Regions from separate parts of the Mus musculus genome. Here regions 1 and 3 are each linked to region 2. Evidence: chromatin contacts called from public Micro-C and targeted proximity ligation data. All regions are on one chromosome and are shown on one strand. The core of a region is the stretch at or near the end of the contact, and the rest is flanking DNA. Distances in the headings are between cores, read along the strand shown.

Evidence for each region. A called contact is a pair of places that touch in the nucleus more often than the background predicts.
Region 1: a contact with region 2 is called in a Micro-C map of muscle stem cells, with 3 times the contacts expected there. A contact is called at or near these places in 14 of 39 promoter capture datasets (the 3T3-L1 cell line, the C10 cell line, the HPC-7 cell line and 8 more), 40 of 484 Hi-C or Micro-C datasets (the AML12 cell line, the BV-2 cell line, the C10 cell line and 17 more), 20 of 130 datasets of targeted methods (the NIH/3T3 cell line, the SCID.adh cell line, T-cell acute lymphoblastic leukemia and 13 more) and 5 of 9 other capture datasets (adipose tissue, embryonic stem cells, liver and 2 more).
Region 3: a contact with region 2 is called in a targeted proximity ligation map of pancreatic cancer cells. A contact is called at or near these places in 6 of 39 promoter capture datasets (the HPC-7 cell line, embryonic stem cells, liver and 2 more) and 1 of 130 datasets of targeted methods (pancreatic cancer cells).

The regions. Positions count from the first base shown.
Region 1 is chr15:58,212,346-58,216,256 of GRCm38.p6, forward strand. Fbxo32 (F-box protein 32) reads right to left here and starts at 2,547. Exons shown (of 9, transcript NM_026346.3): 1 at 2,151-2,547. The coding sequence starts at 2,266.
Region 2 is chr15:58,362,153-58,365,591 of GRCm38.p6, forward strand. It overlaps Anxa13 (annexin A13), which reads right to left. Exons shown (of 8, transcript NM_027211.2): 2 at 1,918-1,996. Among named protein-coding and RNA genes, the nearest start is that of Anxa13, 25 kb to the right of the region's middle.
Region 3 is chr15:58,545,571-58,549,379 of GRCm38.p6, forward strand. It overlaps Fer1l6 (fer-1-like 6 (C. elegans)), which reads left to right. Exons shown (of 41, transcript NM_001370912.1): 3 at 2,749-2,863. Among named protein-coding and RNA genes, the nearest start is that of Fer1l6, 37 kb to the left of the region's middle.

The sequences.
Region 1 (3,911 bases), core at 1,297-3,796, 150 kb before region 2:
ACCCAGACTCAGAAGGCCACTGCTTTTAAGAAGTTGGCAGACTCTTCTGCTGTGGAAGGAGGGGATTGTTTATGGTTGCTGGGGGAAAAAAATACCCTGCAAACAGTCAGCTGCTCTGCTGAGAGGCAGATGACCAAACCATTCCTCAACTGTGACTCAGCAAAGGACCACAGGTGGCCAGTGTATTGATCACTGCTGAGACCATGATGACTGAGAGTGACTGCTTCAGCTCCCAGGTGTGACCCACAAGAAAAGAAAGCGGATCAGGAAGGGACAAAAGGACAGGGTTTTGTTTTGTTTTCTGTATAGCCCTGGCTGTCCCAAAACTCAACTCTGTAGACCAGTCCTAGGCCTCAGACTCAGAGATCCAGCTGCCTCTGTCTCCCAAGTACTGGGATTAAAGGCGTGCGCCACCACCGGGCCTCAGAGGCAGATTTAACTTCTTCAGATATTTTGGAATAGGGAGAGTGAGGTGTCCTATTTCTGTCTCATGGAGCAAGGATGGAGTGAGCATCCAGATGAGATGGGGTCTCTCCAGTTTAGTTCCCAGCCTGCTGAAACACAGCGGGCTGTTATCCTATTTTACTAGGGGAAGTCAAGATAATGCAGTGGGCTGGACCCCTGCTGCGTCATCCTGGAAAGAAGCTAAGCTTTTTATACAGAAACAAAGAGCTGGGATGTTAGATTCAGGCTCCGAAGATGGATGGTTCCAAGGAGGAGAACGCTTCTGGTGCACCCCCTTCTCACTTAGTTGAGGAAAAAGTATTAGGTATAACCGTTAACTTCATTCGCTGGGAAACAGTCAGGTGACAATGGTTGGTAATTTATCTGATTTTCTGTGAGTAAGAGTTCTTTAGAGTGTTCTAAACTCCCCTGGGACTTGCAAAAAAAAAAAAAGGACCTAACACAAGGCTAATATATTTGATTCTCCTGGAAGGCCCTAAGTTCAGGGAACTGTTTCACCTCATTAGGAGACAAAGGGAATTCAAGCATTACAAATCACAAACAAATGGGAGGCCCTGGAGGTCCCACTGGTTTCTTGATAATTAATTACCAAACCTTTATTCAAGCAACCATTGGCAAATCTCACTCAGCGTCACCTGGCACACTCACAAAAGTCTCTGTTGAAGTCAGCTTAGGGATGCAGGTTGTGTGTGTGTGTGTGTGTGTGTGTGTGTGTGTGTTAATCAAAGGACAGTGGGAGGAGAGAGCACCGAAAGGTGACTTCAACTGCACCAGCGCCTCCAAACAAACTTCTGTCGGTTCCTCAGGTGTCTCAGGGAGTCAGCTGTCCAGGCTGGGGATTGATTCTTGACCTGATACTCTATGAGTGGGCACTTGTTCTGACCTCAGATTTCACTAGACAGCGGAGCTCAGGTGAAACTTCAAGTCTGGGTGGTCTTTCTGCAGCGGGCAGGCACCACTAAGGATGGGAGTGTGCTCACGGTATAAAGACCGAAAGGGCCACGGAGGAAACAGGTGCAAGTGTCTGGTCCTTCCTGAAGCAGAGCACTGTTCTTGCATTTCTTCCCTGCCTCCCTCCGCAGCCCCTAAGCGTTACCACAACGACCCACTCCGCAAGCTGTCCCGGGGCCCATCGGCTGCCCCTCCCAGTCACTTTTTTTTTTTCTCGGCCCACTCAGCCGTCGACTGCGCGTGGGAAGAGCCTTCAAGCACTCATGGCAGGGCCCGTCATCCGGCTTGTGACTACTACCGCTCTTGTACTCTTGGGGTCCTGTCATAGGACAGTGAAAGGCAAACAGCCAAGTCGCTAGCACCCACTTAAAACAGTGACTGCAATTGCGGGATCTAAAGGAAGAGTCCATGAGTTGTGCGCCTGTGTTCAAGTGTTTAGGGACATAATCCCCTATTGCCAGATTGAGGGATCCTGGGTTCTGTATGGGATCTTTTCTGCTGGGAGACACTGTCCTTGATCAGGAGGAGACACTAAATTACCCATCTCTCGGGTTCTGGCGACCTTTACCGAAATCCCGGCACCTCACTCCTGTCCCTTCAGTCGGAAGCCCCCTCTTTATTCTGGCCCAGACCTGCTTGCCCTCCTTCACCTGCCCCTGAGGTGTGCACTTCCCCCTCGTCCCCGACCAGCTAAAATCAGTTTTGTGGGGCTGGAAGTCGGCGAATGTCCTCACCTGCTGAGGTCGCTCACGAAGCTGCCGCTTTTCTCATCCAAGAAGCGCTTCCAGCCGTCCGCCGTCTTCACCCAGCTCTGGCCCGGGGACCGCCAGTCCTGCCCAAGGAACGGCATGGTACAGAGCGCGGACGCGACCGACGGACGGGACGGATTGACAGCCAGGAACCGGCCTGGCTTGCCCAGGGTATGCGGCGCGTTGGGAAGATGCTGGGGAACGACGCAGGCGGCGACCGGGACAAGAGTGGGTCAACTAGTGTGGAGGGCTGCGGATCCTGGGTGGGCGCGGGGATCCTTGCACTCACAGGGGCGCAGGCGTTGGGGAAGGTCGCCTCCTGACTCTGGGAATGCTGAGCGGCTGCCCGAGCGCAGTATTTATCCCGGGCCGCTGCCCCGTCTCTTTGTTGCCGGAAGAGCCGCCTGCTCTTAGCCCGCCCCCCCCCCCCCGCGCCCCGAGGCCACGTGGCTTTGTTTATAGGCTCGCCTTGTTTTCCGAGGCGCCCGCGGCTCTCGCTCTGCTCGCAGTTGCACAACCTTGCGTCCGTGGAAACTTGAAGCCGCATGGCCAGGCCAGATGTCCCGCTGACCCTCGGTGCCCTGGCACCTCTGCACCTCCCCTACTCCCCCATCAGGCGTAGCTGTCGCCACCAAGATCCTGGTCTTGCACTCGGCACTAGGTCCCCTCTACGGGTCCCGGACAAGCAGGGTGTAGCAAGGAAGCCTAGAGAGTTGGGAACTGTCAGTCCCAGAGGGTCTGGAAGCTGCGGGACCGATCTTTGCAGGCAGATCAGCCTTGGGGGAGGCCAGAACGTCTGGGGACGGGTAGGGGTGCATTCTTTGAACCTCTCTTACTGCCAGTACCGACTCCAGGCGCCAGGGTGTGCTAAGTGAAAGAGGGGACCCAGTGCGGTAGGGGCGGGGAGGGACTACCCCCACTCCTTCCGCCTTAAAGCTGTCATTTGATGCGTTTGCTGTCAAGCTCGACTACCCCAGTGGCAAAGGAAGGGGAAAGAAGAGGCCCCCGCAGCGTCCGGACCCCATGGCGTTGAAGTGAAGAGCTGAGACAGTCTTGGGTCCCACTCTGAGGGACTCTGGGCAAGCAGCGCTGGCGTCGAGGCGCCTGGCTCAGAACAAAGCCTCCAGGGTCGTGGAGTCAGGAAGGAGTCTCAGGCTACACTCGCTGCTCCAGTGCCCCAGGGTTGGGCTTTTTTGGCTGTGGAACCACAGGAACCCTTCTTTCTCTTCCTTTACGCAGAGTTCAATTCCTGGTGTTCTCTGATTTCTAGCTATAAAGTCCTCCTGGGTTTCACGGCCGCTTCAGAAAGGGAAGAGAGTCTGTTAAGAGCTTATCTCTCCTAACACGAGGGGGTGGCCAGTCTGTTTTTCAGGTGAAAGGCTGTGGGGTCCTCAGAGAGGGTTAAGTCCGTGATTACCTAGGGTCTTATGCTACTTCTCAACTCAGAGCGATCCTCCCTGTTATGCAGAACATAACTCCCTTTTAGTCTAGAGACATCTCAGCCCAGTGCCTTACCACCAGGCACAGAATTGGCCATTCATAACCATCCCATCTTCCTCCATCCTCTGAGAGAGTGTGCATTTGTGTGCCCGCGGTGGGCAGAGGTCAATGTCAGGTGTCTTCCTTGCTCACGTTTGTCCCTATTTATCTTTGGGTCAGACTCACTGAGCCTGGAGCTCTCTATTGTCTGTACTGGCAGGCCGATGAACCTCTGATTCTTTGGATTTTGTCTCCCAGCACCAGGAT
Region 2 (3,439 bases), core at 224-2,723:
AGGGGTAGGAGTACATTTAATCTTTCCTGTGCTTGGACCTTCCAGCCCTCCTTCATCCAACCCCTCAGTTTCTAACCTGTCATGGCTGCTTAGTGCAAATAAAAATAAACTAGAATGTAAAATACTTCATCTATAATTTTATGTCCATAGTGAGATAAAATGATATTTTGTATAAATTGGGGGTAACAAAAGTGTATCATCAAAACAATATAACTTGTATATTTTTCTCTTTTAAAATTTAGCTTCTTAAAAACTGAAGTGAAATTGGGTGTGGCGGCACTTGCCTTTGGCTCCAGCCCTTGGGAGATGGAGGCAGTAGGATCGGTTCAGGCCAGCCTCAGGTACACAAGTCCAAGGCTAGCCTAGACTACCCTGTCTTCAAACAAAACAGAGCTGGGAAGATTGTTCAGTGAGTAAATGATTTGCTGCGGAGGCAAGAGGGTGTGAGTTCAGATCCCTGGCACCTATGTAAAAAGTGGTCTACACCTGAAACATAGGTGCTCAGAAACTGAAGGTACCCTGGGCTAAACAAGGTAGAAAGTGATGGTAGAAGCCCCCTGACAACAGATTTTGCTTTGCACGTTCACGACCACATAGAGCTGCAGCGTAATTTGCAAAGCTGTATGAGGTGGCCCATACCTATAATCCCAGCACTGAGGAAGGAGGATTGCCGTTATTGAGGCTAGCCTGCACTATAAAGCAAGTCCTTATCTCAAAGCAATATTTTAAGTAGTAAAGTGACCATTGTGACTGTTGGAGAGCTTCCCTTTAGACCTTTAAATTCTGCCCCAGCAGGGATGTCATACAAAGTCTTCAAGTCAAATTATGTCTGTGATCTAGGTTTGCTTCAGTGTGTCCTTGTCCACAGAGGCAAGATTCTATATTTTCTACCAAGTCAGAGATCTCTCAGGTGGCCAAGTGTCTAACAGCTTCACCCTTTGTTTCATAATTTTATGATTTGGGGCAAATGTTTTACACCGAGCCTTTTATTCCCATCTGATAGTCCTTATGATCTCATCGATTTTACAGGCTTGCTGGGAAGAGTGAGCAGAATGATGATGGATGTGTGACACTGAGCTGGACAGTGGTCACGCAGGCACTCTACAGAGGAACAAGCATGTTGGCTCCATTCTGTGGTCACATGCAAGAGGGGCATGAGAACTCTGATTCTGGCACTCAGTAGGTACTCAGCCCAAGTGTTTTTAAAAATAAACTCTAGGTCAAAACAAAACAAAACAAAAAACCAAAAAACAGAAGTTCATATTAAGCATGCTACATCATTACCACACCCAACCCAGGTCTGCAACCCATGGCTAGGTATCTGGACCTCACCACAGAGCATCAGGGACGTCTCAGCTTCCTGGAAAGTACCCTGGAGTTCTCTTCCACTCAGCAAACCTCAGGCATAAACATCCTGAGGCTTCCACACAAGGCCTTCCCTTGACAGCTGTCTGCCAGGAGTAAGCCAGAGATGAGTCAGAGCAGGAGGTGAGCAGGAAGCCACAACCCCTGGTCTTTCCCTCTGATTCCCCGGAGCTGCCACTGCCAAGCAGGGCTTGTCTGTTAGCTGCCTCTCCCTCACCATGAATACAGCTCTGGCCAGATCTGATTCCTCACATCCTCCCATGGAAAAGGCCAAAGAAATTTAGAGAAGATTAAGATGGAATAAACTTCACTTCTAATGAAGTTCCCCATAACTTCAAGGTCTAATTAAATATCACAGGTTTAGCTTCCAATAGCCTCAAAAGAAAAAGTAAGGAGCCCCTTTGATAACTTGGGGACCTCAAATAAATCCCTGGAAGAGATCAGAATCCATATGACAGGCAGGTCACCTTCCTGTCGCTATGGGAAAGTTGGTTATGACATCAAGCTTAATCAATTTCAAAATAAAATAAGTGAAGAAAATGATCTTCCTACCCATTCCTTTGCAGGCTTTGTACAGCTTTTTGGCATCTCGGTCTGCATCAAAGCCGTGGTGATGGCTTCTCTCTTTGGCCTAGAGAGGAAATAATGCGAAGGGTGAGGTGGATAATACAGTTGTTCTTAAGTTAGTTTTGCTGGATCTGACAACCAACTAGAAGATCACACCTTTGTCCACACACAGGGCAGATGCCGCTCTACGAGTGGATGTTTATGGAAATCAGCTGGGGAAACTTGGTCCCCAGAGAGATGGCTGGTACTCCATGGGGCCAGATGGCCTTGGGTGGTCATGGGAGAAGGGTCTTCTCTGTTCTTAAGGACAATTGATTGCTCTGGCTAACTCTATAAGTGATTTTCATAGCAACCCATCTTGTGTGTCCTTTTCTCTCAAACAAAGCCAGTGTCTCTGGAATATATGTCCTCCATGATGGATAGGCCAAGTAGATCCAAGGAGCAGGATTTGTCAAAGCTGAGGGAACCTCATTAAATTCTCTTGCTGGCCTAGATCAGTGCCATCCATACAGGAGAGACATCATTTAGTTTGTCAGAGATTCTATGTGAATTGACAAGGGAGTAGTTTTTAGCTTTTAGTTCTCTGCAAGAGAAAGGTCCTGCTTATTTATTGAGCTGCCTTGTGTTTCAGTCCTTGATTTAATCACCAAATGATGGGTTCTCTTATGCATGCCAATCTCCTTATTATTTTAATAATGATGATGATAATAATAATAATAATAATAATCTAAGTGTGAAGGTTTTCCTTCACTCAGTCAATAAATTTTGTTTTTCCTCAGTTGTTTTAAAAATACACTTTCAGGGCTGGAGAGATGGCTCAGCAGTTAAGAGCACTGACTGCTCTTCCAGAGGTCCTGAGTTCAGTTTCCAACAACCACATGGTGGCTCACAACCATCTGTAATAGGATCCGATACCCTCTTCTGGTGTGTTTAGAGACAGGTACTGTGTACTCATATATGTAAAATAAATAAATCTTTTTTAAAAAAGACACTTTCATTAGCACTAAACTGGAAAGACAATATGTTTGCATACATAACAGATAAACATCAAAGTAACAGATCAGGATTAAAACTGTATAGGTAGGAGGCCAAATCAAATTCTCAAGCTGGTAGCTTGGAGGACCCCTGAGTTCTCTCAACTCTTTGCTTTTCTTCACCAAATGATGCGTCTATGTGTTTCCTTCAGTGAAGCTGGCTTAAGGCCACATCCCCTTCACTCCACCTCCTCTACTTGCAACAGAGGAAGCAAAAAACAAACCACACACAGTACAATGGCCATGTAGCATTTGTCTAGTTCACATCACTATTTCTTTGGTGGCTTGCCCCTCCTACATTCTTGGTGACCCAAATGGGGCTGTCAGTCATGAGGCCTGGTTCTCATCATCGTTGATCAGCAATGTGGACACCAGCCCCATCACTTTGGCTATCATGATTTGTTCAGAATGCAGTCTTTCCCTTGGTTGACTGGTAGAATTGTAAGAGGTCATCTACTGGTCCTGAGGAGCTT
Region 3 (3,809 bases), core at 466-2,965, 180 kb after region 2:
AGTTCAGGTGTGTGTGTGTGTGTGTGTGTGTGTGTGTGTGTGTTTTGTGAATGGAAACCCAGGTTAGTCCAGAAAGAACTGAGCAAGGCTTGGGTCAGCAGAGAACAGAGAAGGGTGGCAAGGCCAGGTGGTCAGGAGGAGCAGGTGGAAGCCAGATGGGACAGGACATCCACACTGAGTCACATGTGGACTTCAGATTGTTTCCTAAGTAGGGGTGGGAAGCCACTGGGGTGCTTTAAGAGAGGTCATGTGCTATCGTTCATTTTGGTTTTGTGAAGATCACTCTGCACAGATGGTGAGTGAGAGAGCATCATAAATCAATGGGCAAAGGAGTGCCAGCCATAAAGAAGCTGCTGCGGGGGACTTTCCTACGTTGAGAGGTCTCTCTCACACTCCAGAGTGTAAGCCCCAGAGGAAGGGGCCCATGGTCTGTTAGTTTCCTCTCCAGCATCCAACCTTGCACATTGTTTCACTTTTTGAGGTACCTAAGGATGCTTACTGCAATCTGCATCTAATGCCAGAAGCTCTGCATACATAAGGCTCAGTCATCTGCAGAGAATAGGCATTTATTTTATCTTGTTGCTGCAAGGCTACAAGCCACTCAACCCGGCACTAGTGTTTCCTCGGCTGACCCTTTGGTCTGGCTTTGGCCTGAGTTTCCTGACTGAGACCACAGTAAACAAGGTTCCTCTTCATCCAGCTCTTCTCTATTGCTACAGAGAATCAAATGTGGCCATGCCTGGGAGTGGGCTGATGGAGTCTCTCTCTATGGTGTTTTGTTTTGTTTTGTTTGTCTTGTTTTGTTTTGTTTTTGGCATAGTTGTCTGGTTAAAACCAGAACCCAAAAATGTCAAAGCTGGAAAGCACATTAGAAATAATTCGGTTGATGCACTTCTAGTTGAGTCTCAGAGGTCCTGGGAACAGCTACTGGGATGCCCTAGGGGAAAGCCTCATTTCCATCGCTCAGAATGACACCCGGAAAGCTTAAAACAAATGAGCTTTTGGCATAGAGTGTGTCATTTTGAGACTTTTCCCTTCCCAATATCTAGTTCTGCTTTGATTCACAGGTAGAAATTCCTAGATGATGAGATTTTTAAAAATACAAATACATACATTCTTATGCGTGCACACATATACATACACAAGTGCACACATTTGAACACATGCACACATGCAAGCATGCACACACAAGCACATACACACACACACGTGAGAGAGAGAGAGAGATATTCAATATATACTTGCATCTATAAAAAGAACCTGATTGCTTTAAACAGTTTTGAAGACCCTTTCCTCATATAATCATCATTTTATAGAAGGAAAAAGATCAGGAAAATCTTTCTGACTCACTTAAGCTTCCTTAGGCTGTGACAGGCACAGGGCTGGGGCACTGTTGTGTTTATCTTCCTAATGACTTTATGGTATATCAGGCACCAGCCCTGCCTTAACTATAGATAAGGAAAACATAGACCCACGGCAAGGTAAGTAAGGTGCACATGTGTGGCAACCTTGGGTCATCGGGCACTGTTCCCATGAATGACATCAGCATCCTCCCCTTAGGATGGGCAGATCTGAGGGTATGACTACAGTCCACTCACTTGACTTTGCTAAGTTCTTATAAATCTGTTTCCTTGGGGCTCCCTAGTGACCTGCTCTCCCTACAGTAGGTAAGTTGGTAGCTTAACACATGCGTTCTTTCACGGTTATGATGCCTAGATGCCTGATCCATGAGTCAGCATCTGTGGGCCAAAAACCTGAAGAACCTTTCTTCCCCTTCCAACTTCTGCATCACTCAGCATTCTGTCACTATGACAAAATTCCTGAGGTGACCATCTGATAAGGGAAAGATGTATTTTTAGCTCACAGTTTCAGTCCATGGATGCTTGGTTCTTAGGCAGCAGAAGAACCAAACATTGTAGGAATTCATTGTAGAGTAATAGCAGGGCAGGCCAGGATCCCGACCTCTACTGCATAGACATGCCCCTGGTTACTTAACTCCCTTCCACTAGGCCCCACATCTTACAGGTCTCCTACCTTTTAGGCATGGCATGATTTGACCACCAGAAATTCAACACATGACCTTGGGGACATTTAAGATCTAAACCATAACAAGGTGGGGTGAGGCTGTACTGTTCCTTGCTTTGTGATAGTTAGGGGTCAGGCTAATCTTTGTCTCCAGAGTCCCACAGCTGTCTTTGGCCCTGTTTAAAAATCTCTGTCTGCTCCTTCTTGTGATGATGCATATGATTGCAATGAGGTCCCACATGATAACACAGCATCATCTCCTTGTCTCCTTAGCCACTCCTGTGTCTGCAGTGGCTCCTACCGGCCCTGCTCAGCTTTCACTCTATGGACTTGTAGGATCCAGGGATGAGACCCTGTCTTTTTACAGCATGAGATTTTTGCTGTTAGAAGCTGGCTAGCACACTCAAGAATGACCACTCACTGGGATCTTGCCTCGGGTTTCCCGACTGTTTCATTTATTTTGGGAGACTGTTTTTGTCAAGGTCTTGGATAGGTTTCCTTAGTCTGTACATCTGTTTGTTTGAACCTTCTATCCCTTCTTACAAAGGAATGGATACACACACATTAAACTATGCATCTGTCTGCCTGGCTTTTCTGTTAATACCATATCTGATTCAATAGTGGTAGGGGCTCCGGTGCCTTCCATCGTGGTGGGCAGAAAGTGGAGGCTTGTTTACCATCATATACTTAACAAAAATCCTCTTTCTTCATTTGTTTCTCTAGATGGTAACGAGTCTGAAATACCACAGAAAGGACCTTCTCATCAGGAAGGTCCAGAAGACTTGACTAAGGACGATGCTTTCCTTGCACCCGGTCCCTCGGCTCCTTCAAAGAGAAGGTATGGTGTTTGTATAGTTAGCCCACTCACTTTGCACCCTGGGTATGCCAGGCTCCCAGAAGACTGGAGAGACCTAGTTTCTGTCCACCAGGAGCCAAAGGGCTAAGATGGGAAGAGAGTTCTGTGTTCATTCAACTTCTCTCAGAGTGGCAACCTTCAGATGCTGGCCAGCCTTCAGCACAATTCTGGTCCCACTAGCTTCAGGATGAGCTGTGCTGCTGGGAGCACAGGAATGAACACAAAGCCAGAAGGCAGGCTTGGGAGCTGTCCCTTAGCCTGATTTTTAATTCATCATGATCCTAATTACCTTAGTTTCCTGTTTCTCCCAAAAGAGGTGTTTCCTAAACTGCCAGAGAAGGCCCAGAAGAAGCTGGCTTCCATACACGCTGGGTCAGTTGGCTGTGATGGTAAAAAGAGAACAAGGCTAAGACACCCAAATCAGTGGCTTAATATCAACCTTTATTATCATTCTTAAGTCTGTGGGTCAGCGAGATGGCTTTAGTGCTCCCAGATAGCTGGCCAGTTCTCATTCACATGTCTGGAGTCATTGGGCAGCTTAGTGATTTTAGCTCGGGCTTGGTGGTAGCTACAGTTCAAAATTGAGGAGAATACATCTTCTACCTCAGATCAGTCTGATTCAAAAGCCTTGAGATTATTTTTTTGCAGCATACAGTAGTTTCTACTGGGCTGATTTGCAGTCAGCTTTTGCGAGATAAGGAAGGTTACAGAGGCATGGAGGCAGGTACATGATCTCACTGTTAGAAGTCCAAAGAACAACGTTCAATCAAATTCATCTCAGTTTGTTTTCCACTCATCGATGCTTCTGTGGTAACAAGAATCCTTCTTGTCTGCCCATGATTAGCCAATATCTAAGTTCTCAGGTGTTTCCCATCTATTTTCAATTACCTGAGACAGTCAGGTAACCGAATTCCCTGTGACTGTGAAA